4 separate regions of the Mus musculus genome follow, and regions 2, 3 and 4 are each linked to region 1. A link is a contact called in public promoter capture Hi-C data. All regions are on one chromosome and are shown on one strand. Each heading gives the region's core, a stretch centred on a gene start, on an enhancer-like site or on the middle of the called end of the contact. The rest is flanking DNA. Distances are from core to core; before and after follow the strand shown.

Region 1 (3,916 bases), core at 505-3,004:
AAGAAGCCATCTTGCTAGCTCAGAATTCTTCAAGGAGCTCAAGAAGCTTAGTGTATACTTGATTGATTGATTGATTGATTGATTGATTGATTTTAAAGACAAGGTTTCATGTAGCCCAGGCAGGCACAGAACTGGCATAGCAGAGAAGAGCCTGAAAGTTCTGGCCCACCCACTTCAGGAGTCCTCAGCTTATAGGCACGCCTCAGCACATTTAGTTTCATGGGATGCTGGACTGAACCCAGCTCCCTGCATTCCAGGCAAGCTTTCTACCAACCAAGCTGCTTTCCCAGGCCTAGCCTCAGTCAGGTATTTAATAGTTTTCAACAACAACAACAAGGTCTCCATATAGAACTATCCTGGAATCACTATGTAGACCATGCTGGCACTGAACTCTGCCTACTTCTACCTCTTTGTCTGCTGGGTGGGATTAAAGGCCATACACCACAATACCCAGGCCAGGGCATTAGTTTTATGTTTTTAGAGAGGGTTTTTCTATGTAGACCAGGCTGGCCTTGAATTCACAGAGATCTTCCTGCGTGTGCCACCACCACTCCTGGCTTACTTAGGGCTTACTTAGGAAGAAGATCTTCACACTATAGACTTTTGATTATTTTGTTTTCCAAGACAGGGTCTCTCTGCAGAGCCCTGGCTGCTGAACTGTCGTTTTTGAGCTAACTTTGGGGAAAACATACAGCATTTCCTTATTACTGTCTATAGGTCTGCCAAAGTCCATACCCACGTGTTAGGCTGTAATGGGGACAGGAACAGTGCGAGTCTCTCTGTGCCCTGCTTTATAAAGAGAGGAGGCTCTCAAAGGCCTTGGAGTGGCTTTAACTAAGGTCATATAACAGAGGCAGAATGTGAACTCCTGTTTACTTTTGGTGCTTCCCAGAATCCTGGGTAACACAATTACTCACCTCCATTCAATTTCCCCTCAAGGAAGAAATTTTAAATGTATTCTGTACGGAGCCTAAACTGGTGTTTCTGGTCCAGCAACTGCCTGGCTCAATTAAACACATTTGTGCTTGCTTCAGCTAACCAAAGGTCACCTAACTTCCAGACCTTGAAATAGAGGCACTGGGCTAAGAACGCTACAAGCCAACCTGTCCCCTAGATAGAGTAACGCACTGCAGATAATCAGGGTTGTACTAGTAAATCAAAAGCAGTGATTACAGACAAACCTCGGAAGCTTCGTTAACATGTATAAACCAAGGGGTTCCATCCCAGCACCACATGAACCGAGAGCGATAGCTCTTACTGGTGAGGTGGAGGCAGAACCATTAGAAGTTCAAGGTCATCCTTGGCTACACATCAAGTTCGAGGACAGCATGTGTGACACTCACACCTCAAACAAAACAAAAAGAAACAATCGCAAAGATTAGAAATTACATACCTTGTATTAGGAGCGTGGATTTTGTGAAAAGGTTCCAACCCTTGGTGCAGGGTGGCCTCCAGTTCACTTGGTTTCGGGAGCTGGCCGTAAACGTCTGTTCCTCCGGTCTTTATGAAAGGGACTAAACGCGTTGTGGTGGCGCACGCCTTTAATCCCAGCACTAGGGAGGCAGAGGCAAGTGGATCGCCGAATTCCTGGAGAGCGCGCGGAAAGTGACCACAGCAACACCTCCAGCCGGAACCCCGCAGCGGGCTGTCCTAACAGCCCAGCACGTGCTCCGGGAACCAGCCTCCCCACCACGTGACACACCACGTCCGGGGGAAACCCAAACTTGGCGCGCAGAGGCCGGAGCTCCACTAAACTCTCCCCAGCGCAGCCTGGTCCCGCCCCGCCCCTACAGCGGCCCAATCAGTGGGAGCATCCAGGTAGAGCCCGCCCCCAGCTGCCCACGCGCGATTCGCCCGCGCTCAGAGCAGGGCAAAGCCTGACGGAAAAAAAAAAAAAAAAAAAGAGCTCTGAACTGGAGGGGGTGGGAAGGAGGAGGGGACTGGGCGGTTCCTTACCTTGGGACCTGGGACTTTTGGGCAGTATTGCTGATTGTAGGAGTGTTTTGTGATCCAGAAGACCTGGATAGGATTGGGGATCGAGCCTGGTTCGGGTTCAGTTTCCAGTAACTAATGCACAAGTGTCCAGGGGATCTGCCTCCAGAGTTCTAGGATTAAAAGTATGTGCTACCATGCCTGACATAAATAGATCTTTTTTTTTTTTTTTTTTTTTGGTTTTTTGAGACAGGGTTTTTCTGTCTAGCCCTGGCTGTCCTGGAACTCGCTCTGTAGACCAGGCTGGCCTCGAACTCAGAAATCCACCTGCCTCTGCCTCCCAAGTGCTGGATTAAAGGCGTGCGCCACCACCGCGGGTCCTGGTGTCAGCCCACAGTAATCCCTATCTCAAATAAATAAGTAAACAAAAAAACAAACAAGACAAACAAAAACCCAGCTGGCATGACCAGAACTCTACAGGCTTTGGCAGAGGGATCTTGAGACAGAGGGCAACCTGACTAAATACCAAGATTCAGGCTAGCTGGCTGTCTCAAATATTAAAATGAGGCTGGCTGTGTGGCTCGGTGTTAGAGAGCCTGCTTAGCCTAAACAAGAGTTTGCGTTGTTTGTGTTACACACGCTAGTAAAAACGAATGAAGCAAATCATATTGCCATGGGGCTAGAGAGATGGATCAGTGGTTAAGAGCATTTGTTGCTTTTGCCGAGGTCCTGAGTTCAATTCCCAGTACCCACATGGGTGGCTCACAACCATTTATACCTTCAGTTCCAGGGGCTCTGATGCACACTTCTGACCTCTGTGGCCAATGCATGCATGTGGTACACACATACATGCAGACAAACACTTGCATATATAAATAAAATAAATTTTTAAATATATATTATTGCCATGTGTGCATAAAAATATAAAAATACATTGTTTAGTAACAAAATTAATTTAAAATGATAAGATTTAAAAAATCATTTTAGAGTCAGGAGGTAGTAGTGCAGCCTTTAGTCCCAGCCCTCAGAAGGCAGAGGCAGGCAAAAGGGTGTTAAATCCCCTAGAACTGGAGTTATAGTTGGCTGTGAACCACCACAAGGGTTCAGAGAACAGAACCTTGGCCCTCTGCAAGAGCAGCAGTGCTCTTACCCACTGAGCCATCTCTCCAGCCCCTAATTTAAAAAAAAATAGATTTAAATAATAAAAATAAAAACAAAACCCCACAGGGCTGGAGAGATGGCTCAGCAGTTAAGAGCACTGCTGCTCTTCCAGAGGACCTGGGTTCAATTCCCAACACTCACATGGCAGCTCACAACAATCCGTACTCCAGTTCCAGGGGATTTAGCACCTTCGTATACATACAGGTAAAGTGTAACTTTGACAATATGTTCTCATTCTCTGGCTGATTCTGACTTCACCTGTGTCTAACTTGTTCTCTCTCTGCAACCTGTCTCTCTCTAACTGTCCCAGCAAAACTGCCTCCTCCTCCTCCTTTTTCTTTTCTCTCTGTGCTGTTCTCTCTTAAGTACCTGTATTAGTCAGGGTTCTCTAGAGTCACAGAACTTATGGGTAGTCTTTGATGACTTAGAATCTGAAGTCCAACTCCCCAACAATGGTCAACAGCAGCTGTGATTGGAAGTCCAAGGATCTAGCAGTTGCTCAGTCCCACAAGGCAAGCAGGCAAAGAAGACTGAATCTTCCTTCTTCCAATATCCTTATGTAGGCTTCCAGCAGAAAGTTGTGTCCCAGATTAAAGGGGTAAACCACCACCCCTGAATCTTGGACTTCCTTGTCCCAGGCTGACCTTGAACTCAGAGATCTCCTTGCCTCAGTCTCCAGGGATTAAAGCCATGTACTACCTTGCCTGAGCCTAAGCTTCTCATGGCCACTATGCCTCAAGATCTCCATGCCAAAGATCCAGGTCAGAAATATGTGTCTTTCAGTCTCAAGATCTGGATCACAGGTGAGCCTTCCAATTCTGGA
Region 2 (4,094 bases), core at 52-2,551, 1.0 Mb before region 1:
CTTCTACCACAGGAGCCGGCTTCTGGGAGTGTGCCTAACCACCCTTTCCTAGTAACCTTTCGAGCTGAAGACAGTCTCCTCAGCGTCATACTTTGAGAGGCAGGCTGTGCATGTACGAGATTTGCTCCCGCTGTCTGAACCACAAGCCTGGCAAACGAGACCCACACCATCCTTCCCTGGTGTGCCCTAGTTTTTCCTCATCTCTATTTCTTGTCTTCTCACAGCACCAGGCCACTAAGAGTGCCTTGTAGGCAAACAAGGGGTTACAAGGATCTCCACGGAAGTCAGCAGGAGCTGTAACTGTCTCCCACAGGAAACTCACTGATCCCCCTACTACACTAGCTAGTATAGAGTGGGTAAGAAACTCAGCAGGGAACTTTATCTCCAACTTAGAACCACTCCCCTCTCTACTACTGCCAACTTCAGCAGGACTTCCTTTAAAGAGCACCCAGTCACTTGACACTAGCAGAGCAAACACTGTCACGTGCCATGTCCTCTCTACTGTTTAATGACAACTATGATAGCTCGGCACTGCCAGCAATACACTAGCTGTAGTCTTTCTCTCTGCCGGACACCATGGGTGGTACCAGGCTTCCCCACCCCCACCCCCGAGAAATGGAAATTCACCCTATACTTGCAGTAGGTCCTCCTGGCCCCCTACTGTTATGGGCCACTTGTGACCTCAACGGCGATCCACTGGCTAATCCCAGGGCTAACCATTTCTTCCAACGCATGAGGACGAGTTACCCTGTTAAGAGTGGAGAGAAATGAGGTGTCTTGCCTGCCCTGTCCTCAGACGGCCATCCTGCTAGAAAACGGAGGTTGACTGGCAGGGCGACGTCCCCAACAGTATTCAGTCAAACTAAAGCAATTACCCCAAACGGGGGGTGGAACCTGCCACCTCCCTCTCCCAGGTGTTTACCATCCGCGCTTTCCATTCAGCCCTATGGCCCAACACCAACCCAGCTGGGGCGCTTGCCGCCGTCTCCCGGATGCTGGGCCGGAACCCGCTCGCAACTGTCCTGGGGCTGTCGCCACTGTTCTGCCCCTCGGCAAGTGCTAGCCCGTTCCGCAGGCCCTTGCACTGAGCCTTAGCGCGTGACCCAGCCGGACCGAACCATCCGCAGGCCGGCAGAGGGCAGGCAACGCCAGTGACTAGCCGGAGCGAGCAGCGTTGCGTCCCCCGCAGGCGACTAGGATGTGCGGAGCCTTGCTGTGTCACGTAATGCTCCTCCAGGCAAGGAATCCAAGCCCCTCGGCCACGCGCGCCCCTCGGCGCGGCAAGTCGCCCCGCGGAAAAGCGTAGATGGTTCCGGCCGCCGAGAGAAGCCATTCTGCAGGGGTGACGTCAAAACTGACATTTCAAAAAAGTCAGAGAGAATTAGTCAGTCCATGCCCTGTCCCTACCGAAGAGGAAAGATTTGCGGAAAATTTCCTCTGGATTCTGGGAGTTCTTGGGACTCCACTCCCTGCCTGTAAAGTTGCAGATCAGAGAAACCGTCTCCCCTTCGAGAGAAGTGGAAGGTACGGACAGGTCCTGGGAGGGAGGAGGGTACAGAGCGAAGCAGGACCACGCATGTGCACGGCTCAGTCTTGCCCTGAGCCGGCCCTATCTTTGCAAACTAGCTTTCAAAACAGTTCGTGGATTGTGGGGTTGTTTTCTCTAAGCCCTGGGTTTGATTTCCCGTTTGGGGATGAGGGATGGAATATTATTTAGCTACTTAAAAATTAATTTTAAGCCGGTCAGTGGTGGCGCACGCCTTTAATCCCAGCACTTGGGAGGCAGAGGCAGGCGGATGGATTTCTGAATTCCAGGCCAGCCTGGTCTAAAGAATGAGTTCCAGGACAGCCAGGGCTACACAGAGAAACCCTGTAAAACCAAAAAGAAAGAAAGAAAAGAAAAAAAAAGGATTTTAAGGGCTGGAGAGATGGTTCAGCGGTTAAGAGCATTAACTGCTCTTCCAGAGGTCCTGAGTTCAATTCCAAACAACCACATGGTGGCTCACAACCATCTATAATGGGATCCAATGCTCTCTTCTGGTGTGCATGAAGAGAGTGACAGTGTACTCACATTTTAAAAATAATAAAAAAAAATACATCTTTTTTTAAATGAATTTTAAAGCTATTAGTGCATACCATGGGCCCTTGAAGACAGATGAGAACAGAGCTCTGGGCTTGAGCCTGTAACTAACGCTGCCAGCTGTACACAGCGGCCAGCGCTGCCAGCCTCCGCTGTGTACACGAGGACGCCCAGAATGTGGTTATCCGGAAGTGGGAAGCTTCAGATGAGTAGAAGTTGATGAGTTGGTATCTGTTTGTTTTTCAAATCACGGGGATCGGATTCCTTTCTCTCTATTTCAGCTTTCGTGTTTTGTTGGAAGAGGGAGCAGGAGGAAAAAAAATATGCAAACTTGTGTTCTATAACTTTGTTTACTGCCTGGTAAAGATTAAGGAGTGCAGGGTGGAGTTATGGTGTTAGGTATTGTCTTGTGTGTGTTTATTTTTACCAATCCGATTATTCCTGATACTGTGAGTCATCTCCTGTCCTCCACGAGGCTCTTCCCTACCCTTCTCCAAGACTAGAGCAAGCAGACAGCAGAAGAAGAAAGCAGATACCTGACAACTAGGGGTTAACAAACTTAAGCAGGATAAAACAGCTTTAAGCAGACTGCCACTCAGGATATAAGTGAAACCAGTTGCAACTCCCCACAGCGATGTTAGGAAGAACCAGGTCAGCTCTGACTATGGCTCTGAGAACCAGGATCCTGTATTGCGACCAGAGGATTTGGGCAGCCAACCAAAAGCAGTCACTACAGAGAGAGTCTGGAGGTCAGTGAGGGGACAGCAGGAGTGTGCAGCTCCCCACTGGCTCCCCCAGGTCTCTAAGGCTGAGGCAGGCTACCAGGATTCCTTTCTGCAGTCATTGAGAAGCCTCGCAGGCTGAGGGGGTAATGAGTCCCTTTGCCTGCTCCTACCGATCCAGTCCCAGAGGCTCGCTGAAGCAAGCTCCCCACAGGAGCCTCAGCCATAGGACAGACACTTCCCGACTCAAAAGGAGCCTGTCTTCGGAGATGGCTGGCTGATTAGAATGTCAGTACCAGTGGACGGACTGGGATGTTGCAGACCCAAAAGCTAGTTGCCTTACCTTGAGCTAGTTCTAGCTAGCCCTCTGCAACAGCCATTCCTTGCCTACCTCCATGTCAGAACAAGTAGATAAAAACCTTGTGCAGTGTATTAACTTGCCAATTCAAAAGGTCAACTAGCACTTGGGAGGCAGAGGCAGGCAGATTTCTGAGTTCAAGGCCAGCCTGGTCTACAGAGTGAGTTCCAGGACAGCCTGGACAATACAGAGAAACCCCATCTTGAAAAACCAAACAAGTTCACCCACCATCTTGGGCCTACAGGATAGCTCACCTATCTAGCTGTACCGGCCTGAGGTACCTGCCAATGTATTTTAAACTTGCTGTGTCTTATGACTTTCTTTCTTCTATAAAACTAAAATTTGAGCTAGGCAGGAGTGGTACATGCCTTTACCATTCCTTGGGAGGCAGATCTCTGAGTTCAAGGCCAGCCTGGTCTACAGAGCAAGTTGCAGGACAGCCAGGGCTACACAGAGAAACCCTGTCTCAACAAACAGAAATATAAAACAAAAACCATAAAAATGCCTACACATTGGAACATTTCATTTGGGGTAATCTAAATCTGTGTTTCCAGGCCACACAAAATGGCTCCAGAATAAACGATGTCTTTTCCCTTTATCATGAGACCTGTGGTTTTTGCATCTACAGTCTATTGTGGACGGCCCTGGTGTGTGTGCTAGCAGGGGAAGATTTAGGAGTGGCCAACCTTTGGGCTAGTCACAGCATGTCAAAAATCAACTGACTTGTGTGTGTGTGTATGCACTCGCGCACGCACAAACTCGAGCGACACACACACGCGAGCATACACCTGTGTGATGCCCAAATCCAGATAGCTCCTGGGCAGGTGCTCAAGTGCAACCCGCCAGGAGCCAGAGTGGTGAGCCAACTACCTCTACACTGCTCCTTTGCCAGTTATCATAAAAGTGTTGAAAAGCTTTCTGTTGAGGGAATGCA
Region 3 (3,793 bases), core at 622-3,121, 1.1 Mb after region 1:
CTTTATTGTAAGGTCACCTCTCTTCAAAAGCTTTACAATATATTCTCTCTGCATTTGGAATAAAACTCTCGATAATGTGGTGTCTGCCTATCTGCTTCTCTATGCCTCAGCCACAGTGGCCACCTTGCCTTTCCTAAAGGGCACCAGCTCTTTATTCCTGGTACCTCCAGTGTCTTTCCTGACCTCTCTAAAGTTACATTCTACTACTGATCCTCTAGTTTTACGTTTCAAGGTTACATACTGAATTCTTCTAACATCCAACCAAAATAGGTTTTTCTTCATAAATTAGTCTTTCATTACACATCATTCAATTTGTAAGTATATACACACTTTTTTTTTTGGCCTTATTTATTGCCTGCCTTCAGCATCAATGAGTTTCATAGGTACAGAGACTACGTCCATATAACTATTTCATGACACCCTAAGACAGTGTCTGGCAGACTGGACACTCGACAGTGTGTGTTAAATGAACAGACAGAAGTCTGTTGTTCAACTTGAATTAGTCCCATACTTAGAATGCATTCCCCCCCTTAAAAAACAAGCACCACAACACTGTCAACCTAGGTACATTAACAACTCCAGAGATATTAAGACACTTTACTGATAAAGCTTCCTATTATTTACCAGTTTCATTCATTCCCTCACCTAGCATCAACAGACAGCCTCAGTCCTATGAGGCCTTTAGGAATCATCTGATTCTCAGCTGGAAAAAAAGTGGGTTAACCGGCTGTTTCGGGTTACAGAGTTTATGAAAAAGCTATCACGTGAATACAAGTCTGATTTGGTGTTATGTTTAAAAAAAAAAAAGTCTGTCTGATACATCTTCTCAGTAAGAATGAAGAGATACAACCACCTCCACCTAAAGAGATTTGATTGATCAATTTGTGTATGTATATTTAATGAAATACCATAACCCTTTCCAGGATCAAAATCACCTTGCCTCTACTTTAAAAACTAAGTAAGCTTTTACAACTGGACATCCGAAATCTAAGTAGTTCGTTTATAGTAGCAGCAACGGTCTCAATAATTAGTAAAGTTGCTCAATCATCAAAAGCAGTAGTCTTCTGAATACGGAACTTCAGTAGTAAGAAATTTTATTTTAGGAATAACAGTGGGCCCCCTTCCGCTCTCCACCCCCGCCCCCAAAAGAGGAAACTAGAAAATAGCGCTAGTTGAAGAAATAACAGTTGCACGTGGTTTTAGGTATAACCCCCCCCCCCCAATATTCGGAAAAGTCAAGACTTCCTATAAGTAAAGGGATTTCCTTGATCTTCATCCACAGTGCGCGCGTGGATCACACACACATACAAACCTCCAGAAACCAAACACACCAGGAAAACCTTTTCTTTAGCCAACAGGTGTTAATTTCTATGGGTTTAAGCAGACACTTTTGGCCCAAAGCGACAATGCCCCTCGACCTCGCTTGAGGAGGCCACCTTCTTCCCTGCGGAGTCCCGGGCAGCACACTGCACCGCGGGTGTCGGCGCCGAGGCCGAGCGGCTCATCGAGAGCCTCGCGGCCGCCCTGACAAAACCCTTGCAGGTTTGCTGCCCCACCGCTGCCCGAGACCCGGCTCACCCCCCGCCGGCGACCCCTCGGCTACCTTTCCGCCGGAAGAAGGACATGGCGGGGCCCGGGTCGGGGCGGAGGGCGCGGGGGGAGTGTCGCGGGGAGGGCCCGGCTCCCCTCATTCAGCAGCTGGCCGGGACTTCCGGGGCCGCAGGAGCCGCTGCACTAGTCCGAAAACAGCCCCTTCTTCCGGGTGTGGGCGCTGCCGCCACCTCGGGATGCCCCGGCAGCTGCTGCCGCCATGTTATCAACAAGCCACCCGCTTAGAGTTCCGGTCCGTCCGCGCGCGGGGCTTCACGGGAGGCCCCGGCCCCGCCTCCTCCTGCGCACCTCCTCCCGCGGGGCCGGGGCGCGCGCCCGCTCAGCCCACGTGACCTGGCGTCCTCGAGTCCGCGAGCCCTTCCCCCTGGAGGCTTCGGATGACAGCGTCTCTTTGCTGAACCTCCTCCTCTTCGGGAAGCCCCCGCCAGCACTGCTGCGCAGCCTTTTCGCGGAATCTTGCTAAATGCCGCAGGCTGCTTGGCAGCTTTACCCTGCCAGGTCCCCGGGGGATGCAGGCGAGCCTGCAGGACGAGGAGCTGCTCTTATGTAGCTCCCGAAGCTCCCTCCCTCAAAGTGACCTCAGGAAGGAAGGAGAAAAAGAGTGGTAGGCTCATTTTCAGATGAAATCCCTACAGATGCTCAAAACAGAAAGAGCCAGCAACCTGAGCCTCAACAGAGGGCTATTTCTTCCGTTCTTATTCGAAAGCCACCTTCCTATAAATCTTCTGGCTTTCTTAAAGCTTACCCACCTTTAGCGCCCTGGATGGATGGCCACTATAGCTACAACTACTGTCAAAAGCGAACCAGGAACTCGTGATGCACACAGTTGCTGATTTTTATGTTGGATCAGCAAAGTCTACCTGAGACAGAAGGAAAAACAAGTGCAGAAGCGGCAACTTGCCTGATTATTCGGTGTGTTAAAACAGGAACTAAGTAAAGCCTGGAGTCTTAACCATATTATTAGAGCAGGTTAATAAGTTTGCTAGTTTTGTTTCCAAGCCTGTTTGCTAAATGATGAAAAACCATCATAGCTAAACTTATTTATAACATCGTGCACAGATACCATACTAAACCCTCCAGGTTAGTAACAGTCTTTAAACTTGCTCTTGGTATGGAGGAAACTAGGCCAGCTTTCAAGGTCACGCTGGGCAGGAACTGAAAAGGAGAGCAGGGCTGTGGTTGCCCCATGTGAGGTAATGGTGTGGAGGTCTGAGATGATTTGGAAATGAATATTACACTCTGGGCATACCCCTCCCCTATTCCCACCCACTGCCCACCCTTGAAAACCTTTCCTTGCCTAAGAATATTAAGGCAAGCCAGGGGAGGTGCTCTGGTGGTGAAAGCCTTTAACACACTTGGAAGGCAGAAAGAAGCCAGTGGATCACTGAGTCCCAGGTCAGCTTGATTTACTTAGGGAATTTTAGGCCAAGGTGAGACTGTGTCTCAAACAGATAAAAACAAAACAAGGCGTTGAACGATGGCTTAGCAATTAGGAGCACAGACAACACTTGCAAAGGATCCACAGTTAGAGTATCTACTCTGTTCTTAGGCAGAATGGGTGGTGTGTCTTACATTATTCCTTTGCCTTTCCCTTCTGGAGTTCCAGTCTTGGCAGAGACTGTTTTGTATTTGTTAACTATTGGTTAGCTGATCAGGGCAGGAGGAACACCAGACGAATGAGTGAGAAAAATCCCTTAAATGAGCAAAAAGTCAATGGGGTTGAGGGGAGGGCTCTGGCTCCATTAGGATTTCTAGAATCCTTACTCATTCTCTCAGGCTAAATAAACATAAATCAGTGTTGAGGAAGTGTTTTTCAACTCAATTTCCAATGAGGTTTATTCTTTGAGCCCCCCCTACCAGAGATTCTGGAGTTGCTTTTATTCTCTGTGAGAAATAGATTGTTACAGTCCATTTACAGATAAGAAGAAAGCAATAGGCCCCCTAGCTGGTGGCTGGTGCAGGCTTGTCACAGAACTCTAAAAAAGTTACAGGTAGTCTGCTACCCTATTGCTCATGGTCAGAAAAGGAGGAGGGGTGCTATCTCAAGCCCCAAACTATTCATTAGATAAGGTTTTGTGTCCTAAAACAATAACATGGGAAATTTGGGAAAGGGGCAAGTTCTAGCCAATGGAGACAAGAATAGAATTAGAGGGAACTTAAAACCCCTCCAGATTGGGGGGAC
Region 4 (3,806 bases), core at 1,166-3,665, 1.0 Mb after region 1:
AGGGGGCTGCAGAGATAGTTCAATGGCTAAGAGCACTTGATGCTCCTGCAGAGAACTTAAGTTAGGTTTCGAGCACCTATACCCATCTCCAGGGGTTGCAAATGCCTTCATTGGGCACTGTACTCGTGTGCATATTTCCACACATGCATAAAAATAAATTTTTCCAGCTTGGCAGTGGTGGTGGTACACACCTTTGATTCCAGGACTCCGGAGACAAAGGTAGGCAGATCTTTGAGTGAGTTCCAGGACAGCCAAGGCTATCTGTGCTTTTCTAGCACTCCAGAGGCAGAGGCTGGCAAATCTCTGAATTTGGGGCCAGCCTGAACTACACAGTGAGTTTCAAGTCAACCAAGGTCACATAGCAAGACAAGACCCTATCTCAAAGTAAACAAACAAATCTTTGAAAATAGCTTCAGAATACTCTGTAACTCAAAACAGCAACAAAAACAAAACACATGCAAAATGAACAGCAACTAAAAATTATCAAACTTTAATCCAACTACCAAACTTCAAAGGATGTTATAACATGCTCTTTTAACTCAGGGTAACTTTTAACTCAGACTGTGATAGGTATTCTAAAATAGCATACCTTTAAGATTTTTATTTCCTTTCCAAGCAGAATTTGTGATTTTGACAAGTTCTTTTTATTAATACTTTTAATAGCCACCTCCCAATCAGTTTTCTAAAAAGGAAAAAAACAGTGTTATGCCTGAAAATTATAACATAGAAACAACTCAATAATAAAAGCTGTAAATTTATTTTTAGCCACTCAATGTATATGTGGTAGTGGGGAAACATGGCAAAGACCTCAAATCTCAAACTAAAAAACTGATTTCATAAACAACACAATACATAGCAATGTCCTACAGCACTAGTCATTAAAAGTTGTAAATACAAAGACCATATAGGATCAGTTGAAAAAAGTTTACAGTCACATAGGAGTTATGGATAAATAAACTTGGGAAGTGATAGAGTTTAATGAAGTTATCCTGGCTGGATTACACTGCTCTTATTTTTTTTCCTTGACTTTTAAGTTATTTCATAATGAATAAGACATAGACGACAGTACCTTTTTAATAGGCACTCTTGAAACAAACAGAATAACCAAAGCTTTTTTTTTTTTTTTTAATTACTTCCAGTCTCAATGTGCCTTCTCAAATTCTTTAGATTCTATAACCTCGTGTGACCTATTTGCGAAACAGTGGCTTGGAAAAAACAAAGAAACAACAAAAAAAAAAACCCAAACAACTGAGGTTTGAACTTGCATCTACGTTGTATTATTAGGTTAGGGTCCAACTACCTTTGTCACTTATTTCCTCTAACTCAAAAAGGGGAGGGATACTACAAAGCTCCCCCAGACACAGAGGAACGTGATAGTCTGAGAAAGCTTCAGACTAACGGGAAACGCGCCCGTTTTCCGCTGGGTGTGCAATTATCCACGGTAAAGGTGACAAGCTCCGGAAAGCCCGGGGCAGGGAGAAGGGACAAAGGTCCACCGACCCATAGTATGGACAAGCACATTACACTGTGCAAACACTGGAGTCCTAGTCGCTTCGGGACCAGTGGCTTCTCTGAGCAGCAAGTCCCCGGGCGCACCTCGGTTACCCAGCACACTGTCAGGGAAGAACATCAGTGGCTCTGCGCCCGTCGGTAGGTGGAGCTCAGCCTAGCGGCTCTGGCCTCCAAAACAAACCCTGCGACAGTGACAGCAAGCACAAAGGCAGGCAGGCCCGGGGAGCCCTGCCCAGCGGCCAGGACCGGGGCGCTGGCTCCCCAGTTTCGCACCAGACAACGGGCCGGCGGCGCTCACCTGGCGGTGCCGCCCCCGGAAGACCACAGCGAAGGCCCCGTGTCCCACGAGGTCCCGCTTGCAGTACTCGAAGTCGCCCACCACCTCCATGGCCGCGCCCCCGGGACATAGAGCGCTAGGGTGGGCAGGCGTGGCGGAGAACCGGGATCAGCACCGCGGGCCCGAGGGCCCCAAGCACGCCCGCGGGCGGCGGGACAGGGGCAGCCACGGCCCCGGGCCCGGATGGACACTCATGCCGAGAGGCCGGAGCGGAAACGGGACGGGCCGCCGCGCGGAGCCGGGGTCAGCGAGGCCTGGGCCCGGTCGCTTCTCATGGCCCGGGCCGCCGTCGGCCGCGGGGCTCTAGCCAAGCGGCCTGGGCACTGCCCGGCCGAGGGCACCGCCGCCGTCACTGGGCGTACCCGGAGCTACCCGCGCGCCTGACAGCGGTGCAGGGCCGGGGCCGCGCCATCCCCGCAGGTGCGGCTGCCTCCGCTTGTTGCGCCCGCGGCGCTGCTGTGTAGCGGCCGCCGCCCTGGAACCCGCACAGCCGCGGTGGCGGCTTCTGCCTGCTTCGCGGGAGCGCCCAACGCACGCGCGCGCGCCGGCCGCTCCGCGCCGACTACCGGCCCTGTGCGACGTCAGCGCGTCTTGTAGGACGATGCGCCCCAGTCCTGCTCCCTCCGCCGAGAAAAGGAGTGCGCACCCCGGGACGCGGCGCCAGGCACCGGGGCGAGTCTGCAGTCACTGGAGCGAGTTGGCGAGCAGGGGTGTGGGGAGGAGGCCGCGGCTGCTTAGGAACGGGCGGCGGGCTCGGCTCCGCTCGGCTCGGCGCCCGCGGCTAGCTAGAGCCCGCCACGCCCTGACCTGAAGCCACCCTCTAAGAGGCGGATCTTGAACTCCGGCCCCGGGAGTCGCTGAGGCGGTGCAGACACTGGAGACAAAAACTCCGGGAGCTGCCTTTCAAATCCAGACCGCAAACTGCTAGACAACCCACCTAAGGGATAGGGTCTGACTGGAACCTGCGCCTTCTGGGGGTCTCTAGACTTCTGAGGGAGGCTCAGAACCTCCTTTCTAAGGAGGCGCTTCATCACACCAGTCAACTACCAGTTTGCCTCGGGCTTTTTTTTTTCCTCGGATTGTTTAGGTGAAAAATGATAGTCAACTTTTGCTCAAGAAAGCATTACAAAGCCATGGTAAACAATATGTGTGACCCCATACCTAAGTGTGTGTTCAGGTTTGGGGATGTTGCTGTCAATTTCATCGCCTGCCCCTGAAACAACTCCTCTCACCTCTCTCACTTCTCTCACCTCTCCCTCTCTGTCTCTGTCTCTCTCTCCTCTCTTCTTCCTCCTCCTCCCCTCCCCCCTCTGATTTTACTTTTATGTGTATGGGTGTTTTGCCTGCATATATGTGCACCACGAGTGCACCTAGTGCCTGCAGAGGCCAGACCAGGGTGTCGATCTGAAACTGCAATTACAGATAGCTATGAGCCACAATGTAGGTACTAGGAATCAAACCTGAGTCCTCTGGAAGACTAGCCAGTGCTCTTAACCACTGAGCCGTATCTCCAGCCAGCCCTCTGGAACTCATCTTGACAAACAGGTAGAAGCCCTAAAAACCTTCAGCTTTGAGACAGGTCAGGAATCTGAAAGCAATGTCTCTAGTCCATTTTCTTTTCCTAAAAAAAGAATACCACAGACTCAGTAAGTCCATTTTCCATTGCTAGAACAAAATGCCCCAGGCTTGGCACCTTATAAAGAAATGAGATTTATGCAGCTCACAGTTTTGGAGGCTGACACCCCAAACAGCAAAGCACCAGCTCTGACAAGGAGCTCATGAAAAAAGGCTTCACAAGGGACTATGGGACAGAAAGAGATCACAGGGCAAAGAAACCAGAGACTGAGAAGGGACCAGTGTTACGACTGTATAACAACTCACTTTTGAAAGAACCCGTATCACAGTCTCTCAATTCAACTTACTTCTTGCCACACGGAGGACCAAGCATCCACCACAG

Evidence for each region. Promoter capture Hi-C pulls out the DNA fragments that hold promoters and counts their contacts. Capture Hi-C pulls out chosen DNA fragments and counts their contacts.
Region 2: a contact with region 1 is called in a promoter capture Hi-C map of liver, with 2.0 times the contacts expected there. The contact joins the promoter of Flcn here to the promoter of Shmt1 in region 1. A contact is called at or near these places in 3 of 39 promoter capture datasets (cranial neural crest and liver), 1 of 484 Hi-C or Micro-C datasets (embryonic stem cells), 1 of 115 datasets of contacts at active chromatin or transcription factors (embryonic stem cells) and 2 of 9 other capture datasets (embryonic stem cells and liver).
Region 3: a contact with region 1 is called in a promoter capture Hi-C map of embryonic stem cells, with 2.4 times the contacts expected there. The contact joins the promoter of Akap10 here to the promoter of Shmt1 in region 1. A contact is called at or near these places in 4 of 39 promoter capture datasets (embryonic stem cells, liver and stem cell-derived epiblast-like cells).
Region 4: a promoter capture Hi-C map of liver shows a contact between it and region 1, with 2.7 times the contacts expected there. The contact joins the promoter of Ulk2 here to the promoter of Shmt1 in region 1.

What each region holds. Positions count from the first base shown.
Region 1 is chr11:60,809,511-60,813,426 of GRCm38.p6, forward strand. It overlaps Shmt1 (serine hydroxymethyltransferase 1 (soluble)), which reads right to left and starts at 1,755. Exons shown (of 12, transcript NM_009171.2): 1 at 1,394-1,755.
Region 2 is chr11:59,808,738-59,812,831 of GRCm38.p6, forward strand. It overlaps Flcn (folliculin), which reads right to left and starts at 1,302. Exons shown (of 13, transcript NM_146018.2): 1 at 923-1,302. Gm16062 (predicted gene 16062) reads left to right here and starts at 1,343. Exons shown (of 2, transcript NR_045686.1): 1 at 1,343-1,524.
Region 3 is chr11:61,928,386-61,932,178 of GRCm38.p6, forward strand. Akap10 (A kinase (PRKA) anchor protein 10) reads right to left here and starts at 1,872. Exons shown (of 15, transcript NM_019921.3): 1 at 1,604-1,872. The coding sequence starts at 1,691.
Region 4 is chr11:61,852,677-61,856,482 of GRCm38.p6, forward strand. Ulk2 (unc-51 like kinase 2) reads right to left here and starts at 2,416. Exons shown (of 27, transcript NM_013881.4): 1 at 1,811-2,416; 2 at 590-682. The coding sequence starts at 1,900.